Regions from separate parts of the Sus scrofa genome. Here region 2 is linked to region 1. Evidence: chromatin contacts called from public Hi-C data. All regions are on one chromosome and are shown on one strand. Each heading gives the region's core, a stretch centred on a gene start, on an enhancer-like site or on the middle of the called end of the contact. The rest is flanking DNA. Distances are from core to core; before and after follow the strand shown.

Region 1 (4,027 bases), core at 104-2,603:
CACTGACCATCAGTAAGTGTGACCTACATGTTTTAATAGGAAGTCTAATAGGTTAGGGCCGCTAATGCAAGGGATTAACTCCGACCTCAAAAGAGCTGAACAACGCACTACTCACCTTAGGGCCCTCTCAATGGCTATACCTGAATCAAAAGAATGTTTATTTCACTCCTCTCTCCAAATTATACTTCCCTACAGTTTGTTGTAAAATTTCCCACCCATCAAACCTAAACATTCATTCACAGTTCTCAGGATTTAGATTCCTATTTCAGGCACTGATAACCAAAATCCTGCATGGACCTTTCTGATTGGATTCATCAGAAAAAAATTGGTTTTTTTTTCTGGGTTAAGTGGATTCTTGTTTGCAAACAGTTATTTTCCAGGTATACAGAAAATCGATAGCATTCTACACGCATAAGAGAGGGACGGAAAATGACTAATAAGGCTGAGATTACACAGAACAGAAACATACCCGAGGAAGACAACAGAAATGCGACTCATTCCCCATAGGTAAAGAGACCCAATGGAAAAATGTGGGAAAACTCAGTTGGTAAGTGGGAAAGATTACCACGGAGGGGATATCAAGGGAATAACTACATCTAAGATAAACCAGTGAGGAAGGTAGGGTTACTTGAGGAACAGAAGTTGCAGAATGGAAATTCAAGAGGACAATTACTGAAAATACAAATAACCAAGGCTACCACTCGCTCTTTTAAGCAATTGTCTCTACTTATCTCACTTGAGTCACAATCTTACGGGAAAATAGTTAATCCTAATAATAAAGATGGAAACGTTTCAATCAAACAACGTGGCTGACGCCACACCACTACTAAGGGATGGGCCAAGGTTAAAATGCTAGGCCAAACTTAAAAGCCGTTAGTCACAAAACTGCACACTGAAAATCACTCAAAGAAGGTTGCAAGGGCGGGGGTTGGAGGTGAAGAACAGAATGCCGAGTGGGAAGCATCTTCCCGAGGCCAGAGCCCGGAAAAATGAGGCTCGAGAGAGAAAGGTCAGTTTGCGTTTGTGTAGACATGGGAATACGTTAAGGGTAGACAGGAAAGCAGAAGGGGCTTCCAAAATGAACGACTGGAAGGCTCAGGGGCCGGACCAGGGCGGGACTGGGCTGAGGCAAGGCTGTAAAGTGCCGAAAGAGGGAGATGAAGAGGGGGTCCCTTCCCCAGCTTTCCCAAAACTCACTAAGCACGAGCACCGGACGATGGCCCATCATGGCGGCGCGATGCAGAGCCGGGTACCCAAAGCAGGGGGAACCGGCAGAACCTTCTGGAGAGAGAGAACCAGCGAGAAGCCCAGAAAACGCTGCCTCCTCAGGGCTTACACCCAACCCCGCTACCCTCCCGGGCGCCCCCAATCACCGCACCCATCTCACTGACCGGCACGGAAACAGGCCAATTGACATTCTTAGCCCCGCCCCCTACGCAAGAACGCGGGGCAAGCTAGGTAGAGAGAGCACGGTGATGGCAATGAGAGGGCAGAGGCGCTTGCGCAATGGGGTGGCCGCTCCCGGCCGCGTGCGGCGCGAACCTTGGCGCAAGCGCCAAGGATCGGGTAGTTGGCCGGAACGCCACTGCGCATGTGTGTCAACTATAAGGGTGGGTGCTGGGGTAGAGGCTTTCCATTAACACCGCAGGTGAGGTCATTAAACTCATGCGTCTCGACTCCTTTCGGACGCCAAGGTGGAGAATGACTTGACAGTTTCCATGCTTTCGTTCCAGCTTTGGCTACGGGGAGGACTAGAAGGGGCGGGACCTAAACCGGCAGTTGAGAGAACACCTGGCCCCTTTGATGCGGGGTGGAATGGGAGTTGTAGTCCGATCAGACTGAGCTGGGCGGTAACTAGCCTTCTGGGCACGCTGGGAGTTGTGGTTTACTGCCTCTGACTCGTTCCTATGCATGGACCTTTCCCTCTTAGGCAAATACTATCTATTGAGGCCGTGAATGGTACCTGAGAGTGCTGGCTTACCGACCCCTCGAGTTATCCTATGTAAAACATTTTCTCAAGTGTTTTCCTCTAGTGCTCTCAGATTTTCTTTATCCGTGTCCATTCTTTCCCCTGCCCTCCTCATGCCCTCAGCTACTGGTCCATTAGAGATGTTGGAGAACCAGAGTTTTTAAGTTACCTTACAGGATAGGAAAAGGGCTGATCCCGCAGAAATCAAAACTAGGGGAGAACACAGTATTTGCCCACATTTTTAGGAGACGCTTAAAGTTTGGGCGTAGTTAAAGTACTGTTTTGTCCAGAGAAAAGAAACATTACTAGAAACAGTTTTTTGTTTTGTTTTGTTTTTTAGTGAAAGGATGAGAGCACGAACAATTCAAGAACAGTTACTTATGTTTGGCCATAAAATAGAACAGTACACACCCTTTCATACTTTTTCCTTCCCAAACTGGAGCAGCCTGATATGTGCTGGGGAGAACTTATATGAAATTGTTAATAGTAAAATAATAGCATGGGTTGTTGGTCATGTGATGTTGTGATTCTTTCCCAGGCACCACACCTGTAGGTGTTCAGATGGAGCAGCATTCTAGTCATCCTACTAACAGAAGAGGTGTGTGTCAGAGGCCCTGCTTCCTTTCCCTTAAAACCAGACTTTGATTGGAGTTCCCGTCGTGGCTCAGCAGAAACGAACAAATCTGATTAGTATCCATGAGGACACAGGTTCGATCCCTGGCCTTGCTCAGTGGGTTAAGCATCCGGTGTTGCCGTGAGCTGTGATGTAGGTCACAGATGGCGGCCTGGATCCTGTGTTGCTGTGGCTGTGGCATAGGCAGCAGCTATAGCTCCGATTTGACCCCTAGTCTGGGAACCGCCATATGCTGCAGGTGTGGTCCTAAAAAGAAAAAAAAGAAAAAACAAACGAAAAAAAACCCAGACCTTAATTGCTCAGCTTTTGGGAAAATGAAGCTAGTTGTATGTATGGTTTTGTTTGTTTGTTTTTTTTTTTTCTGTTACTTAATTGGAAAGTATAAGTATTTTTTCTGCGTTTCTCTCTAAACAGGAACATTCCTGGAATTCCTGTTGTGGTGCATCAGAAACGAATCCGACTAGGAACCAAGAGGTTTTGGGTTCCATCCCTGGCCTCTCTCAGTGGGTCAAGGATCCAGGGCATTGCCCTGAGCTGTGGTCTAGGTCGAAGACGCGGCTTGGATACTGCATTGCTGTGGCTGTGGCATAGGCAGCGGCTGTAGATGATTTGACTCCTAGCCTGGGAACTTCCATATGCCGCATGTGTGCCTCTTAAAAGCAAAAAAAAAAAAAAAAAAGCGTGTGTGTGTGTGTGTGTGTGTGTGTGTGTAAATGCACATATATATATATGTACATGCACATGCTTTTTTTATACATATGTATGGTATATTATATACATATATTTGGTTCCTTTTAAGTATGGATTGTGTGTAAAGTATTCTTCAAACCTTACAACCTGGTAGAAAATGCATCCTCATACACTTAGGAAGGGCTCAGATTATTTAGAAGTACATTTTTGTGGAAGTTAAAAAATCTTTCAGATAGTAAGAAGAATCCCAAGTTTCAGCTTTGGTCTCCTTCCCACTCTGCAAGAGCTGTCAAGTGACTGGTGGTCATGACTCTGGAGCAGGAGCAAGGAAAAGATGGAAGACCTACAGTAGGGCATATAAAAATCCACAAACTATGCAAAAAAACCCTGGATTTCCCTCACCATGTCAGGGAATAAAACATTTCAATTTTCATAGGCTCAGTGCCTTTCCCGATGGAAAACACCTTAGCTTAGCACCCATGTACAGGGACTTCTTTCTCCTGACACTCTGAATAAAGGACTAGAATAAGACATTTTCCTTCGGGGTTCCCATCGTGGCGCATTGGAAATGAATCCAACTGGGAACCGTGAGGTTTTCGGTTCGATCCCTGGCCTTGCTCAGTGGGTTAAGGATCTGGTGTTGCCATGAGCTATGGTGTAGGTCGCAGACACAGCTCGGGTATGGCATTGCTGTGGCTGTGGTGTAGGCCGGCAGCTGTAGCTCTGATTTGACC
Region 2 (3,580 bases), core at 211-2,710, 120 kb before region 1:
TTTCTACTTTTTGGCTATCGTGAATAGTGCTGTTATGAATCTGTGTGTGTAAATATTGTTTATTTGTTTTTTGTTTTTCTTTTTTGGCGGTCCCTTGGCATATGGAGTTCCTGGGTCAGGGATCAGATCTGAGCCGCAGCTGTGACCTAGGCTACCAGCTGCAGCAACACTGGATCCTTAACTTGCTGGGGATCAAACACATGTCCCTGAGCTCCAGAGATGCCACTGATCCCATTGCAACACAGCAGGAACTCCTGTGTACAAGTTTTTGTTTGAACACCTGTTTTCAGCTCTTTTGGGTATATATTCAGAGTGAAAATGCTTGGTCATATAGCAATTTTGCTTAACATTGAGGAATGATCAAACTGGTTTCCACAGCAACTGCACCATTTTACATTCCCACCAGCAACGTCAGGGTTCCAGTTTCTCCACATCCCTGCTAACACTTGTCACTTTCTAGGTTCTCATTTGCTTGCTTGCTTGCTTTAATTTTAGCCATCCTAGTGGGTGTGCAGTGGGGATCTCATGGTTTTGATTTGTTTTTCCCTAATGACTAATGATGTTGAGCATCTTTTTATGTGCTTATTATCCATCTTCTTTGGAGAAACATCTATTAAAGTCCTTTGCACATTTACAAAAAAAAAAAAATTGGGTTGTCTGTCTTTTTGTTGTTGAGTTATAGAAATATCTATTTTGAAATGAATTGACTCTCCAAACCTAGCCTTCTCAGTCCCTCCTGTAAAGGGCTCTGCCTCTTTTTATTTTTTTTTCCTATTTATTATATATTTTTTCATTATAGTTGATATAAATGTTGTCCATTTCTGCTGTACAGCAAAGTGACTCAGATATATATATATTCTTTTCGTCAACTTATATCATGTTCTATCAAGGGTGACTGGATATAGTTTCCTGTGCCATACAGCTGGACCTCTTTGCTTATCCATTCTAAATGTAGTAGTTCGCATCTACTAACCCCAAACTCCCACCGCCTCTTCTTTTAAATCCATGTATTAACAAATAGTTATAAAGCAAGAAGAGATCACTCCATCTCCAGGATGTTCCCTATTCCTGTAGTTTTGAGTTCCCAAGTCTCCAAAATCTAAACTTAGTCCTTCCTGCTGCACATTGGCCTGTTTTGGTTCTGTAGATGAGAAAAGTTACACAAAAATTAGATGAGATTTTAACTTAAGGATTCCAGGAGACTTGAAACGCAAGGTGACCCGTTGGGAACAAGACCTTCAAGAAGTGGCCGCGACCCAATTTCCACGAATTCGAAAGAACACGCATGCGCTGTAGAAGAAGGGGCTAAAGAAGGCGTGGCCTCTGCCCAAATTCAAGATGGCTACCAGGACCTTCCGCCTTTGCTGCGGAGGCGGGGGGCGAGGCTAAAGACTCAGAACGTCATTGGTGCAGTTGCCCACCGTTCATCCCCGCCCCCTGCAGGGGGCGGGAGTGACAGTGTCCCAATTTCCGGTTCCGGCAGTACCGGGATCCCGGTCGAGATGGAGGAAGATGCGACCGGAGGCCGTCAGTTGCCGGGAACAGAGGATAGAGTGGGAGCTGCGGCCTAGAGGTCCGCTCTGGGAGTTTGCCTCAGACGCGGCAGAACCGCCCTGAACTGAGAAGGTACGAAATCACCGGCTTGAGGTGCCTAAGGACTAAGGTCTCCTAGTACCGAGACCTGTCAGGGAGGCAGCGGTTGCCTGCAGTGCACGGCAGCAATTTACTGGGAACCCGCCGCGCAGTTTTGGGAATGAGGGATGACTCCAGCGACGCATCTCTTCCTATCGGAGGAGCATGGGGTTCGCCGACAGCGAAAGAAGCATGGCCAGAGACATGGCTAGGGGCATGTCCAGGATCTAAAGGCGGCAGTTTCGGGGGTCAGGACAGAAGCTACTTAAAGGGGGTGTCATGTGCAGTAGGTGAAGAGGATTGTCGTGTGATGTCTGTCATGAGAGATCACGTGGGCACCTATGGAAGACCAAAGGAAGGTTGAGTGGGAATCTCCTCCTGTCCTGGGGGGAGATTACCTTGAAGGGAGGGGTTGGAGGCACGCCCAGAACCTTCCCTAAGGAAATGCATGTTCTTTAGGACAGGTGGGCGAGCATGTAAATATATTCACGTTCCTAAGGTAGATAGCTCTCAGGATGCAGAGCCTTGATGGAGATGCAGTAAGAAGAACAGAGGAACAGAAGGAGGAAGCAAAGATCTTGATCCCAGCACAGAAGTGGGAACCAGACCTCATAGGTGTCTTGTCAGGAGCTGTAGACAGATGATTTGATTTGGTGAATGTTGTTGACTGAAAAGAACTGAATGAGTCTATTAGTCAGCATTGGGCCCAGTCCTGGGGACAAGTCAGGATGGAATCAGAGGGCTCTTAATGTAGTCATAGTGGTCGTGGACTCCTAGAGTAGTTGTTATTGTTAGAATACTGACAATCCTTAATGTTTAAGGCAATACTTTTCCAAACTCTGATATACATATTGATCACCCAGAGATCTTGTGAAAATGGTTCTTATTCAGCAAGTCTACAGAGCATCCTGAAGTTCTGTATTTCTACAAGCTCCCAGGTGATGCCAGTGTTGCGGGTTTGTGCACCACTCTGAGTAGCAAGGATTTAGAGCACCACTGTCCAATAGAAATTTCTGCAATGATGGAAGTGCTTTGCTGTTAATAAAAATGGCTTTGCATATTTTAGCACATGTGAGTTGCACCACACTGTTATATAGCTGTGGCAGGCTTTATTAGCTCTATATCATAGATGAGGATATTGAATTTTAAAGAAGTGACTTAGTTCCAGTCCTACTAGTAAGTAATGGAAGTGGAGGAACTCCTGACCACTAATGTTCTTCTCATTGAATGACCTTGCCTTCCAGGTGACTCAGAACCTAGTGAATAGTCTGGTATAGGTTTTTCTGGTACATGAAGAATTGAAGTGGAGAGGAAGTGTGCTTATCTAGGCCAGTTTGTTCCTTCCCTCTGGTGGTCTCAGCAGCAGGGCCTTTGCCTCTGACATCTCATTTGATGACTTCGGGACATCCTGGGTCATCTATTGGGTCTTCATATGAGGCACTTTAACCTTTGTGATTGAGGCCTGTGAAAAAATGGGGGAAAATTCAGAATTGAAGCCCTACACACAATACATAAGGGTCTGGGAAAGAGCCATAAAGAAGTTGAGCAGGAATTAACTCTGTGGCTCAGCAGTTAATGAACCCAACTAGTATCCATGAGGACGTAGGTTTGATCTCTGACCTTGCTCAGTGGGTCAAGGTTCTGGCGTTGCTGTGAGCTGTGGTGTAGGTCACAGACAAGGCTCGGATCCCTTGTTGCTGTGGGTGTGATGTAGGCCAGTAGCTGTAGCTCCAATTTGATCCCTAGCCTGAGAACTGCCATAGGCCAAGGGTGTGGCCCCTAAAAAGCAAAAAAAAAAAAAAAAAAAAAAAAAAAGTTGGGCAGAAGGCAATGCTGAAGGAAGTTAGCATATGAGTATCTGCAAGGAGGATTTTCCAGAGGGTGAAATACAAGGAACTGGTTTTGTTATTCCAGCAGGAAGTTTGCACGTTATGTGACAAAGAACAGG

Evidence for each region. Hi-C and Micro-C count contacts between places; a contact is called where the count stands out from the background.
Region 2: a contact with region 1 is called in a Hi-C map of liver, with 10 times the contacts expected there. The contact joins the promoter of SLC25A44 here to the promoter of CCT3 in region 1. A contact is called at or near these places in 1 of 5 promoter capture datasets (liver) and 3 of 47 Hi-C or Micro-C datasets (heart right ventricle, liver and skeletal muscle).

What each region holds. Positions count from the first base shown.
Region 1 is chr4:93,731,293-93,735,319 of Sscrofa11.1, reverse strand. CCT3 (chaperonin containing TCP1 subunit 3) reads right to left here and starts at 1,353. Exons shown (of 14, transcript NM_001244180.1): 1 at 1,198-1,353. The coding sequence starts at 1,228. It overlaps TSACC (TSSK6-activating co-chaperone protein), which reads left to right and starts at 291. Exons shown (of 4, transcript XM_013996980.2): 1 at 291-1,009; 2 at 2,508-2,567. The coding sequence starts at 2,531.
Region 2 is chr4:93,855,033-93,858,612 of Sscrofa11.1, reverse strand. It overlaps SLC25A44 (solute carrier family 25 member 44), which reads left to right and starts at 1,460. Exons shown (of 4, transcript XM_001928054.5): 1 at 1,460-1,626.